Linked DNA regions of Rattus norvegicus: region 2 is linked to region 1. Evidence: chromatin contacts called from public Hi-C data. All regions are on one chromosome and are shown on one strand. The core of a region is the stretch at or near the end of the contact, and the rest is flanking DNA. Distances in the headings are between cores, read along the strand shown. Region 1 holds the start of E2f6 (E2F transcription factor 6). Region 2 holds the start of Pdia6 (protein disulfide isomerase family A, member 6).

The links. Hi-C and Micro-C count contacts between places; a contact is called where the count stands out from the background.
Region 2: a Hi-C map of hepatocytes shows a contact between it and region 1, with 2.2 times the contacts expected there. The contact joins the promoter of Pdia6 here to the promoter of E2f6 in region 1. A contact is called at or near these places in 8 of 12 Hi-C or Micro-C datasets (the A7r5 cell line, Schwann cells, frontal cortex and 4 more).

What each region holds. Positions count from the first base shown.
Region 1 is chr6:45,319,400-45,323,467 of GRCr8, forward strand. E2f6 (E2F transcription factor 6) reads left to right here and starts at 1,859. Exons shown (of 7, transcript NM_001100717.2): 1 at 1,859-1,966. The coding sequence starts at 1,859. It also overlaps a transcript of Greb1 not described here.
Region 2 is chr6:45,789,895-45,793,962 of GRCr8, forward strand. It overlaps Pdia6 (protein disulfide isomerase family A, member 6), which reads left to right and starts at 1,810. Exons shown (of 13, transcript NM_001004442.1): 1 at 1,810-1,861. The coding sequence starts at 1,828.

The DNA.
Region 1 (4,068 bases), core at 609-3,108:
AAGAACCAAAAAAAAAAAAAAATAAGTGAATAGGTGTGGGAAAGATGACTCAGTGGTTAAGAACACTGACTGTTCCTCTAGAGGACCCAGGTTCAATTTCCAGCACCCACATGGTGGCTCACAACTGTCTGTAATTCCAATTCCAGAGGACCTGATGCCCACACAGAGACATGCAGGCAGGCAAAACACCAAATCACATTGTAAAGGGATTTTAATCCAGCAACAGGGCTACTCTGGCAAGGGATCACACCCAAAGACTTTCTAGGTCTATATGATCTGACCAAATACAGACACACTCTGGATTATAGTACAACCTGAATGGAATATAGACATGCCTTTAATCCCTAATAATGAACGTAAGATTGGTTTGTAGAAGAAAGCAGCCACGTTTAAAAGTAACATCTAATTGAGGGCAAAGTGAGAAGTTAGAGAAAGATTTGACAGAATGAATCAGAGGACACACGGAGTGGGGGCGGGGAGAGGCAGTTTACTGGAACAATTTTATAGAGACAGGCTTTAGAAAGAACAAGTTGGTATCTTTATTCAGTAAGAACTCCCCACATTACAAATTGAGAAACTAAGTCACAGAATGACTTTTAGAAACTTGCTTAAGATCTTACAATTTGAAAAGCTATCTGTGACTCCAGGTAACTTTTTTTTTTCCGGAGCTAAGGACAGAAACCAGGGCCTTGCGCTTGCTAGGCAAGCGCTCTACCACTGAGCTAAATCCCCAACCCCTCTCTTTTCTTTTTTAAGTTTAGTTTAGCATATATATATATATATATATATATGTGTGTGTGTGTGTGTGTGTTTTGCATATATATATGTGTGTGTGTATATGTGTGTGTGTGTGTGTATATATATATATATATATATATATATCATATTAACATGTGTGTGCCTGGTGCCTATGGAGATCAGAAAAAGGGCATTAGATTCCCCTGGGCCTGGAGTTAACAGATGGTTTGAGCCAATGTGTGGGTAATGAGAATTGAACTCAGGTCCTCTGGTAGGGCAGCCAGTGCTCCTAAACGTAGAACCATCTCTCCAAGCTCCAGTTAAGATGTTTTATCTATCTCCTCCATTGGATTCTGGATCCAGTCTGTTATATTTAAAACAGTATCTTCTTGAGCCAGCCCAATACCTGATACAATAACTATTCAAGAACTGATACAGAAAAAAAAAAGTTTGTGCTTTTGGGACAACGTATACTCTAAGGATGAACTTTAGCTGACTTCGAATTCAAACACATGATCTCCCTGCCTGGATCTCTACGGCGCTCGTTCTGGTCCCTCCAGGATGGCTTGTTTATGAGCATGTGCTAAACACCCTTAGATGCGTGATGGGAGCGGGACTGTCATCGTCCCTGGGCACTCAGCCCCTGCAGTCCGCCGGTCGCGGGTCCGGACTAGGGAGCGCCGACTCTGGTACCCCGGAATCCCTGCTCCACCTCTTTTCTTACCTCTCCCCACCCCCGCTTCCCCGCCACCCTCTCCGAGGATCCATCCTCCGGAACACCCGGGTGTCAGCTGCGGGCGAGGACGCGTGTGCGCGGGAGATCTCCAGGGAAGGCGGTGCGCATGTGCAAAGGCAGGCGCACTGCGCATGCGGGAAGATGGCCGGCTCGGGGACCTGAGTGCCTCTGAGGTCACCCTGGTCACCCTGGTCCCCCTGCGCGCCTACCCCGATCCCCTCCGCGCCTGAGGGCAGCGCTAGGCGAGTGGGACCGCGACGCTCCGTGAGTGAAGCCGCAGTGCTCCGTGGGTGGAGCGGGCGGCGCTGAAGGGGCCGGGAGCGCGCGCACCGAGCCTCCCGGAAAGGCGGGAGGGCGCGTGGGGCGCGAGGGGCGCGGGACATCATGAGTCAGCAGCGGACGGCGCGGAAACTGCCCAGCCTGCTGGTGGACCCGGCTCAGGAGACCGTGCGCCGCCGCTGCCGGGACCCCATCAACGTAGAGAACCTACTGGTGAGCGGGAACCCGGGCCACGGGGGTCGCGTGCTGTGGGACGCGCCCCTTGCGTCCGGCCCTCTGCACAGTGTCTCTTGGTGTCCCGGGGCTCTCCTTGCAGCTCCCGATTCTTGGACCGCCCTTTGCTTTTAAATGTTTCAATTGGATTTACTTACTTTGTGTTGGGGTGGGGACCGCGGGCGCGTGGATTCCACGAGGCACGTGTAGAGCTTAGAAGGCAACTTGGCGGCAGTCTGTTCCATGCTTTCCACCTTTGTGGTTCGCGGGATGGAACTCTGGTGGAGTTTGTAAAGCTTGGTGGCAAGTACCTTAACCAACTGAGCGATCTTGCCTTTCTGTCTTCACTGTTTGACAGGGGAAATGAAAGAGTGAGAGAGTTCCCTCCATTCTGTGCTTCCCACCTTTCTCAGGGTCCCTGGTGGATCCGTCTTTTGTCCGTTTCTCCCAATCGCTGTGTTCTCTGCAAGGCAAGCTATATCCAAGCCATTCTGGCCAATCCGGTGCCAGATAGTTCATGAACCTTGTCTTGTCTGACTCCTCAGAGCAACCTTGAGATTGTTATTCTTGTCTTAGAGTTTGTCAGAATTGACTCAGGTGTGTGTACAGAGATGTCTGGCCTTGTGGCTAGGTAATGAGGAAGCTTCGGTAGGAACCTCAGAATGACTGCAGATGACAGCCTCTCCCTAACACCCCCCCCCCCCTTTTTTAAAGTGATTTCTGCTGAGTTTCCACTTGATCTTGCATTACCACCCAGGACTGTGCCGGGCACTTGAGTCCTAAGCACTCAGTATGATGGTTGTAAACAAGATCACTGCCTGTTTTGTCGATTCTAGTAGCAGTTTCACACCTTAATCTTGTGTCACAACTAACCACTCTTGGCTGAGTACTGTTTGTTGTGCCTTGGACAGCCATGGTGGGTCCCCTTGTCCCCTTCTCCTTTTCAGACATGTGGGTGTCATCCAGAATTCTCTACAGTTTGCTCATGTAGGTGACCACTCACTATTCCTACCTAACTTGTGGCCCGAGACCATGGTAGGTTTTTAAAGGATTGACAGACACTCTAAAATGCTCACTCTGGAAAAACCACTTAACCTTTTGTACTGCATCACAAGATAACGTCCTCTGAAGTCTTGGATATTCTTATCCAATCTGGTGTTTTTCGTTCGTTGCCTTGAGGTAGCTCCAAATCCATACTACATCTTTCCTAGAGCTTTCTAACTGTGTGTTAGATATCCCTGCTTAGATCTAAAACTTAAAAAAAAAAAAAAAAAGTCTGTGTGTATGTCACATGTGAATGGAGCTCACAGAGGCCAGAAAATGGTGTTAGAGGCCAGAAAACGCCTGGGGCTGAAGTTAACAAGTGGTTATAAGCTGGCACACGGATGAATTGAGCCTTCTGGAAAAGCAGCAAGCAGATTCACAGTCCCTTGCCTAAGAAAGCAACCTTCCTCGAATCCCACCTTAATGAATGATGCTTTACCGCCTGTGGTGTCCAAGCCAGCACTCCGGGCATGGCTGTCACCTTTTTCTCTTTTTCAGAATTGCCTCCAGACCCCACCCTGACCCCAAGGTCATCAAGTGCTATCATGGTGCTATAATGCCATCCCAGTAGGTTTCCCGCCACTATTGCTGCCTGCTGCCTCTCACTCGCTGTTCTGTGCACTTCACCCTTAACTGATGGTCTCTTGAAGGAGTGTTTCTAATCTCATTTGGTCAAAGGAATTAGTGGTTCCTTAGTGCTCCCAGGACCAAAAAAAAAGTAGAGCCCTCTTATCATAATCTGGCTCCGTGTTTACCTTTCCTAAATTATTTTTCTGAGGTTCCATACTCCATCCTTGGCCTCATTTCCATACTGTCATGGAGGTCTCTGAAGTCCAGATTCATGGGTAACTTGTCCTAAGACAAGTGTCTTTAGCCCTTCCTTCCTTAGCCTCAAGACCGTTAGTCATACTCTGTGTGCCCCTGAGCAATCCTGTACTTGACTGCTCAGTCCTCTGCAGGTCTCGTGTATTTCCGTCTATTGCCTATCGTAGTGAAGATCTGGCCATGGACAAAGGATTGAACATGAAGTTAAACTCTATATTTTCTTGCCTGTAAAA
Region 2 (4,068 bases), core at 560-3,059, 470 kb after region 1:
AGCTGGAAACAACAAACTACCAGAACAACAAAGAGTATTGGGGTTGGAGAGATGGCTCAGTGGTTAAGAGCATTGACTGCTCTTCCAGAGGTCCTGAGTTCAATTCCCAGCAACCATATGGTGGCTCACAACCATCTGTAATGAGGTCTGATGTCCTCTTCTGGTGTGTCTGAGAACAGCTACACCGTACTCATATATAAAATAAATAGATAAATTAAAAAAAAAAAACACAAAAAATGAAGAGTGTTCACAGCCACTCCAAAGATCTGGGGGGAAGAGGGTAGTGTCAGAGGGAAAGATAGTGGTTTCACTATTATTAATATTATTATCATTATTATTAAAATTTTTGTTAGCATTTTAAAAATGTAAACAGGACCTCATGTAGGCCAGGCTGGCTACAAATTCATGACATAGTCAAAGCTAACCTTGAATTCTTGATTCTCTTGCTTCCTTTTCTTTAGCGCTGGGACTACAGGTGGGTCACTGTTTTAGTTAAGGTTACTATCATTGTGATGAAACACGATGACCAAAGCAACTTGGGGAGGAAAGGGTTTATTTGGTTTATGCCCCCAAGTTTATTCTTCAAGAAAGTCAGGGCAGGAAGGCAAACAGGGCAGGAGCCTGGAAGCAGGAACTGATGCAGAGGCCATGGAGGGGTGCTGCTTACTGACTTGTTCCTCATGGCTTGCTCAGCCTGCTTTCTTTTTTTGTTTGTTTTTTCTTTTTTTCTTTTTTTCGGAGCTGGGGACTGAACCCAGGGCCTTGTGCTTTCTAGGCAAGCGCTCTACCACTGAGCTAAATCCCCAACCCCTCAGCCTGCTTTCTTATAGAACCCAGGACCACCAGCCAGGGATGATACCACCCACAATGGACTGAGCCCTCCCCTATCAATCACTAATTGAGAAAATGCTGTACTGTTGGATCATGTAGAAGCACTTTCTCTTCCTCAACTGAGGTTCCCTCTAGCTTGAGCCAAGTTGCTGGAAAACTAGCCAGCATAGTCACCATACTGTGTTCCTGTGGTGCCAGGGATCCAACCCAGGGCTTTATGCATGTTAGTCAAGCACTCACACCAACAGAGAGACATGCCCTGCCATTATTTTTCGATTGCTTCTTACTCTATTAGTTTTAAACGCCTTTGTAAATATTGCAAAGCAATACATTTTAGAACTCATCCCCAGAGCCAAGAAGGATGTTAATCCTGAAGTTTAAACTCTGAGGGTCTAGGGGTCACATGAGTGACCAATGCTTTGCAGTAAATTTAACAAAATAAAGAAGTTTGTTATGATGATATGTACAGAATAAGTTTGGCAAATGATTTTCACTGAATATTGAGTCCACGTATGAAAGAATAAATAAGTCTCAAACACACTGAAGACCTGGTATTCTCCCGACATAGAGAGACAGGTTCAAGGTATAAGGGCTGGAAAAGGGAATGAGGGTCTGGAAGAAGTGAAGACCCCTTAGCTCTGAGTTTTTTCAGCTAACCCAGAAAAAAATTAGGGGAACAAGGGGTACCCCACAGGGACAAGGTCGGAGGTCCTCTGACCCCGCCCCTTCATTCCCGCCCATCCTCGCCCTGCCCCGCTCCGCCCCGTTCCACAGCTCACCCCCGCCCCCACAGAAAAAAAAAAAACAAACCGGTAACCTCTACCCGGCCACTTTCAATTGGCCGTGCACATGAGCGAAATCCACAGAGACCAATGAACGGCGGCCACGGCGTGGCGAGCCCTTCCGGCCCGCCTCCGCGCGCCGGCGCACCGCCCGCTAGAAGCAGAGGGCGGGACGTGGGCGCGGCAGAGCCGAGGCGGCGGCGGCTCGGGCAGAATGCGGGTGATCAGCATGGCTCGACTAGTGCTCGGTAAGTGCGGGCCTGCAGTAAGAAGCCGGGCGGAGGTGGCCTGAGGGGCCAGGGCCGGGAAGCAGACTCGAGTGGAGGAGCGGGATGCCGGACCAGCTTAGGGACTTGGCGGCGAGCTAGGTGGAAGAGGCCAGGTCCGGCCCTCTAGAGGAGGCCCCGGGGAGTCGGAGACTTGCAGCCTCTGCTCCCCTCGAGTGCGCTCCGCCACCGTTCCAGCTCAGCCTTCACTTTTAGGGCGAATAGCAGAGGCCGGTCCTGAAGGTGTCTTAGAAGTGGGCAGTGCCCTCTGAGGGAGGCCTCACATCTCCTGAGCACTTCAGATGCTATTGAACGTCCACCCAGTTGTCCAGAATGATGTTTAGCGATTCGGTGGGCGAATTTGAGGATCCCTTTATTTCCCGGCTTGCCTCACAAGTGGGCCTATAGTTTCTGACATTAGTTAACTCAGCCGATCCTGGCTAAAAAGTAGGAGAGGGAGGTGGTCCCTTCACTCCTCCTCCCTCCGTTTACTAGTTGAGACCCGCAGCATATTTTCTCACCTCTCTGCCAGTTTTTTTTCAACCGTGTTCACCCCGTGACCTGTAGTACATATTTAAAGAGAGTAAGCAAGAAAAATACTACTTTCTGGGTTACTGTAGAGAGCAGATGAGAGGGAAAGGTTTAATCTTTAGTTTTCAAATGAGTGGCTATGAAAGAGTGATTCTATCAATTAACTCATTATTTTAATAAGGTAGGGAGCTTTTTTTTTGGCCACCCTGCTGTGGCCGGGTGCCAGGCAGAAATGTTACTGGTGTGAATTTATAACACCCTTAACTGCTACAGAGATTGAATGGGAAGCCACAGATGGCAAAACCATCTGCACGCATAGATTGTGGACCCTGGGAGTTCTTTTTTTTCCCCCAGTAGTGCTCATTATCAATGTGTAGAGTGGCCATGTGAATTTTAGAAGCAGGATTTGATGGGTCAGCATTGACCTATTCAGCCATAATAAATCACTCACCCCCTGGGGATGGGGGTGGGATTGTTCCTTGGGGAGCAAGTGCAAAGAGCAGTGTATTTGAGTCTTCCTAACCCTGTTAAGTCATCTTAGAGCCATCGCTTGGTAGACTTAGGCAGACTGGGTGGTTCTGCTTCTCTTGGCCATTAGGGCAGCAGGAGAGCATGCATGGTCTCTGCAGGCATCCACAGGGATGGAGGGAGGCTCCATGCCTCAGGAAGGCCTCTCTCTTCCCTGGACAATTGTTTTCCTAGATATTGTGGTAAGTGTAGACATCCTACACTTTTCCTAGTTCTCTCAAGAGCTTCCCTTAACAGATGGCTACCCAATAAAAACACTCTGTCAAAGGTCTAAGATGCAAACACCTTAAAAGTTAGGATGGCCATCAGTCAGGTAGGTTGCACAAAGTTACATGGGAGGTGCTAGTCCATAATGACTTTACTTACAAAGTCTCCATAACTTTTTACCCACCTTTGAATCTTCATAAGACTCAAGTGTATTGAGCAAGTATGAATTCGTAACAGTTTCATAAACCAGAGGAACCTACTGGGTGTAGTAGCACATGTCTTTAATCCCAGCACTCCAGAGACAATCTCTGTTATTCCTTTTACTGAGCAGCACCACCCAATAGAAATACAAGGCAAACTCTGCAATGTCCTAAGTTTTGTAGGAGCCACAAATAAAAAGGCAAAGCAGAACAGATAACAGTGCTTTGAATTAAGCTTACATAGAAACTGCATTTATGATGGCAACTCCATTGGATTATATCCCCCAAATGATAAGCTAGCTGTCCCTCTTTGTGGCTTTGACACAGTGGTGCGAGTCTCCATGCTTCTTTGCACACATCCTTTCTTTAAGCCACACTCGTGTACTTAACCATCATGATTTCAGGGCATAATTGGTATGAAAATATTAATAAAATTGTTTTTGTTTTTCTTCAAGTCTTTGGAACCAATATGAGTCCTTACCATTGGAGAAGCTCTCGGTTTGGGGTGGCCACATGTGGCCAGTGGCTCTCATGAGGGAGAGTAGTTTGAGGGGACAGCCCCACTGGCTGAGCCAGCATCTAAACATACTCATCCTGTCCCACCTAGTGAAGTAGATGGAAGCCTTGCCGAGCTCCTGACTCGGAGCTGTTTGCTCAGATCCTCCGTGTCCTCAGCCTCTCCCACTGTGCATACATATCCACACAACCACTCGCATCTCTAGG